2 separate regions of the Oncorhynchus mykiss genome follow, and region 1 is linked to region 2. A link is a contact called in public Hi-C data. All regions are on one chromosome and are shown on one strand. The core of a region is the stretch at or near the end of the contact, and the rest is flanking DNA. Distances in the headings are between cores, read along the strand shown. Region 1 holds the start of sugct (succinate--hydroxymethylglutarate CoA-transferase). Region 2 holds the start of LOC110490007 (enoyl-CoA delta isomerase 2).

Region 1 (4,065 bases), core at 1,521-4,020, 380 kb after region 2:
ATGCAATACTATGCATGCCAGTCTCTCTTTTGGCTAAAAGTAAATACTAAATACTGAGTTCATTTTAGTATACTGTAAACAAATGACGTCCTTTCAGTTGAGCGTACTAGAGCTTCGCCTGTCTACCAGAAGTTGATGCTGTTGCTACGCAACCTCTTGCTAGCTTGTTAGCATAAGAAATTACTAGCTAGACATTTTACGACTTTAGGTGTGTTTGTAATTTCAATCTGGGGTGCCAGAGTGGGTGTTCATAAATTCAGCCTGTTCAAAGCGCACACTGCCTGCTCTGGCCGAGGAGTAGGGTTGATCCGAGCCTTCTGACCTCCCTCACAACCAACGGCAGTCAAGCACCCAAGCTAATTGGCTAAAGTTGGCTAGCTACTTCCAGACACATAACAGAACCCCACACTCTGACCATTTTACTCGCCCTAGCAGAGAGCGTTGGTAACTGTGCTGCTGGCAACAATTTAATTACGCTTTTTTGCCAATGTGTGTTTGTAAATTCAACAGCTATTCTGCGCTTTGGCACACAGACGAGAGTGCTCTGAAATCAGAGTAGATAGCCAGAGCAAATATTTACAAATGCACCCGAATGCACAATGTCCATTGAGAACACACAACAACTATACCACTTAGCTAAGAATGACGTGAATAATCAAGTCAATAAACATTGAGTTGTTAGATTGCATATAGTTAATATACTGGCAAGTTCAATGTAATAGTAGCCAACTAACATTGGGTAGCAAGCTAACATACCGGTACATACTGGTGTAATGATATGCTATGCGGTTCATAAAGATAGCATAACTAAAAAATTGTCAGCCAACATAACATGTAACTTATTTGAAATGTCATTACTTTATTACATTGCTCAAAATTTTCTTAACATTTGTCATAACTGGTTCAAGCAATGACTTGGTATCCGCTCTCGTTGGAATTCAGCTGCATATTTTCCTCAAATTTGAAAATGTTGAAGCCACGCCCATTTGGTGAAGAATTGCATTATGGGCCCTAAAAACCAGGAAGTAGTGTCCACTGCTTGTATGCTTCGTATTTTGGCAAATGTAGTACAACATCCGTGAACTTTTGGAATACTAACTATATCCATACTACATTCTCAATTTACATCACAAATAGTACTGTTAGCATGAGTATTCAAACACAGCTAAGGAGAAACTGAATGCACCAATTTTTGTTTTAAATTTATACAACAGGTGGGTCCAATCCTAATTGGTTCCAGCCGGTGTCTATTCCACAAGTTAACACCAGCTAAATCTATGACGTTAAAATGAATATTTACTCTGTTCCATCTGACTACGCAATCCACTGTCTCATCAGCCCAGACACTAGATAACACAGAGAAAGGCCGAACAGCTTTCCCAGTTTTGACAACAGATGCTGCTCCGGCGGGAGAAATCATTAGGCAAATATCACAGCCAGGTACACTGGCAGGTAAGTAATACTGTGAAACACTATCAGTCCACTGTTTGCACCATATATATTTTAGGTACATTTTCTGAAATTACAACCAAAAACCCTGTGTAGCACCATTAAAATAACTGTGAGAAAGCAGTGCTCGGAGGGCTGGGTCAAAGGACATTGTGTGCAGTGTCCTACCGTAGCTTGCTAGCAGCCTCAATGGTAGTGGGAACGGCATGTAGTAAACGTGGTCTGCAGATATACATAGGAGTAAGGGTCTATAAACTCAATGACTGACAGGGAGCTCTGTATTGAAGCCACCACACATCCATATTGGTTCTCCTCAATTGTAAAAAATTAAATAAAATAAATAAATAAAAGATTTGGGAAGCTATAGAAATGCATTTATTAATGTCTACATTCATTTGACACATGTATTATATTACAGACATCTTAGTGTATACTTTTAAATTACAATATGTGAGCTAAACATACAAATATATATAAAAAAAAATCCTTAAAGGTTTTTTTTTTGTACTAATGTTACTGTCCCCAATACTGCAAAATACTTGAAAACGTAATTTTGTCCTTAAAACATGTAATAGTAATACTGTAGAATTACATTTATTCCTATGGAGGACTGAGCCTACTAGGGCCAATATGTCCAACCAGTGGCTTCAAAGCCTCTCAATGGACAATACATAGCATCAGCAATCCAGGGTTTAAAAACAACATTAGTTTTGACCCGTAGCTGCGCATGGTCGGTTTTATGGGTGACTAACTTTCTTGGCATGGGGTGTAATGGTTACTCCAAACAGTTTTCCATTGGACAGTTTCAGGTAGGTCCCGCCCTATTTACTAAACCTGTCCAATAGAAACGCTAGGTTGTTGAAACGTCGGCGTGTTGATTAAAACCATGCATAGTCCTAGGTCATCAATATGTTGATGAGTGAAAAGTCTACCAGTATTTGTCCACTACACAATATCAAATATTTGTTCATGGTGTTTAGACCCTACTTAGATAAGGACATCCAACAATTTGATAATTGCTGAATAGCAGCATACTATCGGCGAGAAGTTTAATGACACATCAATTCGCTATCGTACTTGTAGGCAAGTAAAGGACAAGAAAACGACACCTCAGCTCAAATACCTGGCTGTGTGTTGGAAAGCAGCCGCCTGAGATTAGTGCGAATACTTTGATGTTGTCGAAACATACAGGGTTGAATCCCGCTGGCCAAGAGTCGAACAAATGCACCGCACTTGACGCGTGTTAGTATCTTCGACATGTTTTTGGAGTCTTTATTCAGAGCGATGTCCGTGTTGGAGTGTTAGGCCTACACTAGCCTATCAGAAGGCATTGAATAGCCCTGCCTCCTCTTGGGTGCGTTCAAGACACACTATACAAATTCCACTCTTACCGGCACAATACCATTGCATATTGAAGTGCTTGAACAGACAGTTTAAAAAAAATGATTGTCTCATTTCTTAATTAAGTCATTTTTGGTGATGTCTAGTGCTGTAGGTAGAAGACAATCACAGACAGCAAGAAAAGTTCGGGGTCCACGCCTTGGTTCTGCTTCCCCCACATGGATAGGGTAATACGGGGTAGCAGAACCAGCTAAGAACAATGTCTAATTGCTGACACAAAAAGCAACGTTTGGAGAAAAAAAAATGGTAGGTGAATGACGGTCATGCATGTATGGTCGAATAAACTATGAAGGGAAATAAATGGCTACAGTTTACACTTTTTTAGTTTTTTCATGAACTGTTGTTTTTAGAAAAGGGGAAGATCATTTTAAGTACCGGAGGTGCCAGGTACCCGGTAGAAGATTATGGCGTAGGGTTTCACACAAGTGTATTAAAATCAATTTTATCCGTTCTATTTAGAAATTATTTAGTAAGAAATACTTAAAAGCTAAGTATAGTTGTCTTATTTTACTTATTTAAATAAAATATTTGGCTGAAATGGTGTCGCACATGTCACCATTAATATCTGCACTATGAGGAGATGTGATGTAAAAGTCCCTCTTTTTAACTCACATTCTCTTTGTTCTTTCTTTGTTGTTCCCTTTCAATACCATCCATTATGTACAATTGCTCTAAATATTATTTCAATAATGCAAAATTTTAAATCCCAGCAGTCTTTAAAATTACATTCAGGAGCAAAAGGTTTTCAATAGTTGTTTTTAATTCATTAAAAAAATGTGAATTGGAATATAATGTTGGACTGTAATATAACTAATAACTTTAAATAAAATTGGAATATAACACTTAATAACAATAACTTAAGTAATTAATTCAGTGTAACATTGATGTGGCAACTCTCTTATGCTCTTGCACGATTGTAATTTGTACATAGGTCACCAATAAAATAAGCTATCCCCAGTCAAATTACCTTCTACACTGCTCACACCTAATCCAGTCCCCACCTGTGACTGAAAACGGGGAGAGATGCTGATTGAAAAGCTCTCTTGAAAACATAGCTAGCTATCTAGCTATATGACATAAAATGCTGTGTAAAATAGCTAAAAGGCTTTAAAGTATCAGTCCCTAATGGAAACATTGAATAATGGAATTGAGTTACATTATCGTTTTTATATACACTGCTCAAAAAAATAAAAGGAACACTAAAATAACACATTC
Region 2 (3,996 bases), core at 1,158-3,657:
TAAGACAGCGCTACAGGGAGACAGGATGGACAGCTGATCGTCCTCGCAGTTGCAGACCACATGTAACAACACATGCACAGAATCGGTACATCCGAACATCACACCTGCGGGACAGGTACAGGATGGCAACAACAACTGCCCAAGTTACACCAGGAACCAACAATCCCTCCATCAGTGCTCAGACTGTCCGCATTAGGCTGAGAGAGTCTGGACTGAGGGCTTGTAGACCTGTTGTAAGGCAGGTCCTCACCAGACATCACCAGCAACAACGTCGCCTATGAGCACACACCCATCGTCGCTGGACCAGACAGCATTGGCAAAAAGTGCTCTTCACTGACGAGTCACGGTTTTGTTTCACCAGGGGTGATGGTCGGATTCGTGTTTATCGTCAAAGGAATGAGCGTTACACTGAGGCCTGTACTCCGGAGCGGGATTGATTTGGAGGTGGAGAGTTCGTCATGGTCTGGGGCGGTGTGTCACAGCATCATCGGACTGAGCTTGTTGTCAATGCAGGCAATCTCAATGCTGTGCGTTACAGGGAAGACATCCTCCTCCCTCATGTGGTACCCTTCCTGTAGGCTCATCCTACATGACCCTCCAGCATGACAATGCCACCAGCCATACTGCTCATTCTGTGCGTGATTTCCTGCTAGACAGGAATGTCAGTGTTCTGCCATTGCCAGCGAAGAGCCTGGATCGCAATCCCATTGAGCACGTCTGGGACCTGTTGGATCGGAGGGTGAGGGCTAGGGCCATTCCCCCCAGAAATGTCTGGGAACTTGCAGGTACCTTGGTGGAAGAGTGGGGTAACATTTGACAGCAAGAACTGGCAAATCTGGTGCAGTCCATGAGGAGGAGATGCACTGCAGTACTTAATGCAGCTAGTGGCCATACCAGATACTGACTGTTATTTTTGATTTTGACCACCCCCTTTGTTCAGGGACACATTTTTCCATTTCTGTTAGTCACATGTCTGTGGAACTTGTCCAGTTTATGTCTCAGTTGTTAAATCTTGTATGTTCATGCCAATATTTAAACATGTTAAGTTTTCTGAAAATGTACGCAGTTGACAGTGAGAGGACATTTCTATTATTGCTGAGTTTATATCTTCATAAACAAAAGGGCACAGGGCGAACCCAAAGTGACAAATATAAAGTACTCAGTCAATAGTAGGTGATATTCCTCTCAGGAAAACAAATAACATTTACAATTACCGACAAAGACAAATGGCAGAGGGAGTATGTACACAGTGATAGAGTGGGGATTGGAACCAGGTGTGTGTAATGATGACGAGACACGTCCAGAGTTGATGAGTCAAGGGCGTTTGCCAGCAGTAGGTTCGGCAGCAGCCAGAAGGCCGTCGATGCCGAACGCCTGAGCTGGACCGGAGGGGGAGCCAATGCGAAGTATGGTGGGACATGGGCAAAAGGCTATATTAGCCTTGTAAAAATTGCTGCCCAAATAAATGCTTCACAGAGTTCAAGTAACAACTGTTCAGGGTAGACTGCGTGAATCAAGCCTTCATGGTCGAACTGCTGCAAAGAAACCACTACTAAAGGACACCAATAATAAGAAGAGACTTGGTTGGGCCAAGAAATATGAGCAATGGACATTAGGCTGGTGGAAATTTGTCCTTTGGTCTGATAAGTCTGCATGTGTGGTTCCCAACATGAAGCATGGAGTAGGATGTGTGATGATGTGGGGTTGCATTGCTGTTAACACTGTCAGGGATTTATTTAGAATTCAAGGAACTCTTAACCAGAATGTTTACCACAGCATTCTGCAGCGATACGACATCCCATATGGTTTGCGCTTAGTGGGACTATCATTTGTTTTTCAACAAGACAATGAACCACACACCTCCAGGCTGTGTAAGGGCTATTTGACCAAGAAGGAGAGTGATGGGAGTGCTGCATCAGGTGACCTGGCCTCCACAATCACCCAACCTCAACCCAATTGAGATGGTTTGGGTGAGTTGGACCGCAGAGGGAAGGACAAGCAGCCAACAAGATCTCAGTATATGTGGGAACTCCTTCAAGACTGTTGGAAAAGCATTCCAGGTGAAGCTGGTTGAGAGAATGCCAAGAATCTGCAACGCTGTCATCAAGGCGAAGGGTGGCTACTTTGAAGAATTTGTTTAATGTTTTTTTGGGTACTACTGATTCCATATGTGTTATTTCATTGTTTTGATGACATCACTATTATTCTAAAATGTATAAAATAGTACAAATAAAGAAAAACCCTTGAATGAGTAGTTGTGTCCAAACTTTTGACTGGTACTGTATATAACTCCGTGGGGAACGATTTGCGCAAGGCTCCCCAGTCCCCACGGTCATCACCTGAGCAACACGACAACAGCCTGGAACGCACCCTTCATGGAAAGGGTGGTGCAAATGCCTTAGCCAATGGTGAAGGACAACGAAGGTCAAGGGGAGGGTTCAATATTGTAAACAGCTAATTCATTTCGCTGGATTGTCTTGAACATCCAAGTTATTGTATTTTGGACTGAAATTACCAAACTGTCATGGCTGTGGCTTTACGGAAAATTTCTCCGTGGCGATTTGTCAGGTAAGATTAGCTATAAAGAATCCCATCACTTGCAATGTAGCCTATGTTGCACGGATTTGAGGTCAAACCATAGACATAGTAACAGTAAATTAGCCCGGCTAATTTAAGTAGATTTTTAGTTTAGCTGTCCTGTATGACGGGAGCTAGTTAGTTTAGCTACCGTTATAACAGTAGCCTAATCGTCATTGCGAATAGTTATTATTGTATCTTCACCATGCAGTTTTGGCTGGTTGGCACGAGAGTCTGTTAAAACTCTGCCTGTATTTAAAGGGTGTCATGTTCTGAACGAGCTAGGGCTGTCTGTCTTGCTTGAAATTAAGTTTAGCTTGCTAGGTTAGCTCAAGTTAGCTATCGCTCAGCTGTTCTAGTGTGCTTCCGTATCCCTGACGAAAATAAGATTGCAGTCAGAGTGCAGAATAACTGCAGTTATTCTGCAATTCTGCCGTTTTTACGTACAAAATACCACAGTCGACTTCAGTTACAGCAGCAAATGACAATATAAAAACAGGATGTTCATGACCTAACATTCCAACGTATCAGCTACCACGAAAAACACTTACACGATGACCTGTTGCTAGGATGTGGGGCAAAGGGCATAGCTGGTTGTTGAAAGGCTAGTTACTCAGTTAGCCGTTCAACAGCTAGCTATGCCCTTGGCCCCACATCCAGACGGAGCTAGGTTCCGTGTCTATCCAAAGACCCACTCTAAGGTCTAACTAGCTACCATGAATAAAAACCAGAGGAAAGGTCACAACTCATTCTTGATGGCCCATCCAATGCTGTCACTACATTGTATCACAAACTGTACTGTAACTCCCAGTACATTATCTTTCGTCCTGTTCCTGATCCTGCTCATATATAATACCACAAATTATTTAGAAAGGCCACTGTAGGTGTTTGGATCTAGTTTAATGCCGTCAGCCAAGTTCAGTTCATTTGTGCTTGGCTATTTAATTGAAACAATTTGGCTTATAATATTATTTAGTCTTTGTGGCAGTCAGTAATTGTTTTTGAAACCGTACCACTTATGTCACTAATTTGACCTGAAATCATCTCTTCAGGGCAGTCCAAGTCACGCACATTCCCACTCTGAAGCTGCACATGACTGGTTCTATGATGGGGGCGACGGTGGAGCAATTCAATCATGCCAAGAGTCAGATGGGAACGCTGAAGGAAGATCCTGGCAATGAGGCCAAGCTGAAAATCTATGCTCTCTTCAAACAGGTTAGAGGTCATTGTGCTTTAGTCTTAGCTACTTGGCTGTCATGTTTCTGAACATTGAGCAATGTTCCCTCTAATCTTTTTCAGTAATGAGCAAATTTCAGGTCTGCTGAGCACAAACTTTAGTTGTGAAAATTCGGTGCAACTTCTAGTGTGCTTTTACTGTGAACCCTGAGGCTGTACCCGCTATAAGTTACAGTTTTAAAT

What was found. Hi-C and Micro-C count contacts between places; a contact is called where the count stands out from the background.
Region 1: a Hi-C map of liver shows a contact between it and region 2, with 8 times the contacts expected there. The contact joins the promoter of sugct here to the promoter of LOC110490007 in region 2. A contact is called at or near these places in 2 of 3 Hi-C or Micro-C datasets (blood and liver).

Annotation. Positions count from the first base shown.
Region 1 is chr15:32,283,450-32,287,514 of USDA_OmykA_1.1, forward strand. It overlaps sugct (succinate--hydroxymethylglutarate CoA-transferase), which reads right to left and starts at 2,771. Exons shown (of 12, transcript XM_036944300.1): 1 at 2,573-2,771. The coding sequence starts at 2,708.
Region 2 is chr15:31,908,379-31,912,374 of USDA_OmykA_1.1, forward strand. It overlaps LOC110490007 (enoyl-CoA delta isomerase 2), which reads left to right and starts at 2,408. Exons shown (of 10, transcript XM_021563083.2): 1 at 2,408-2,568; 2 at 3,630-3,792. The coding sequence starts at 2,525.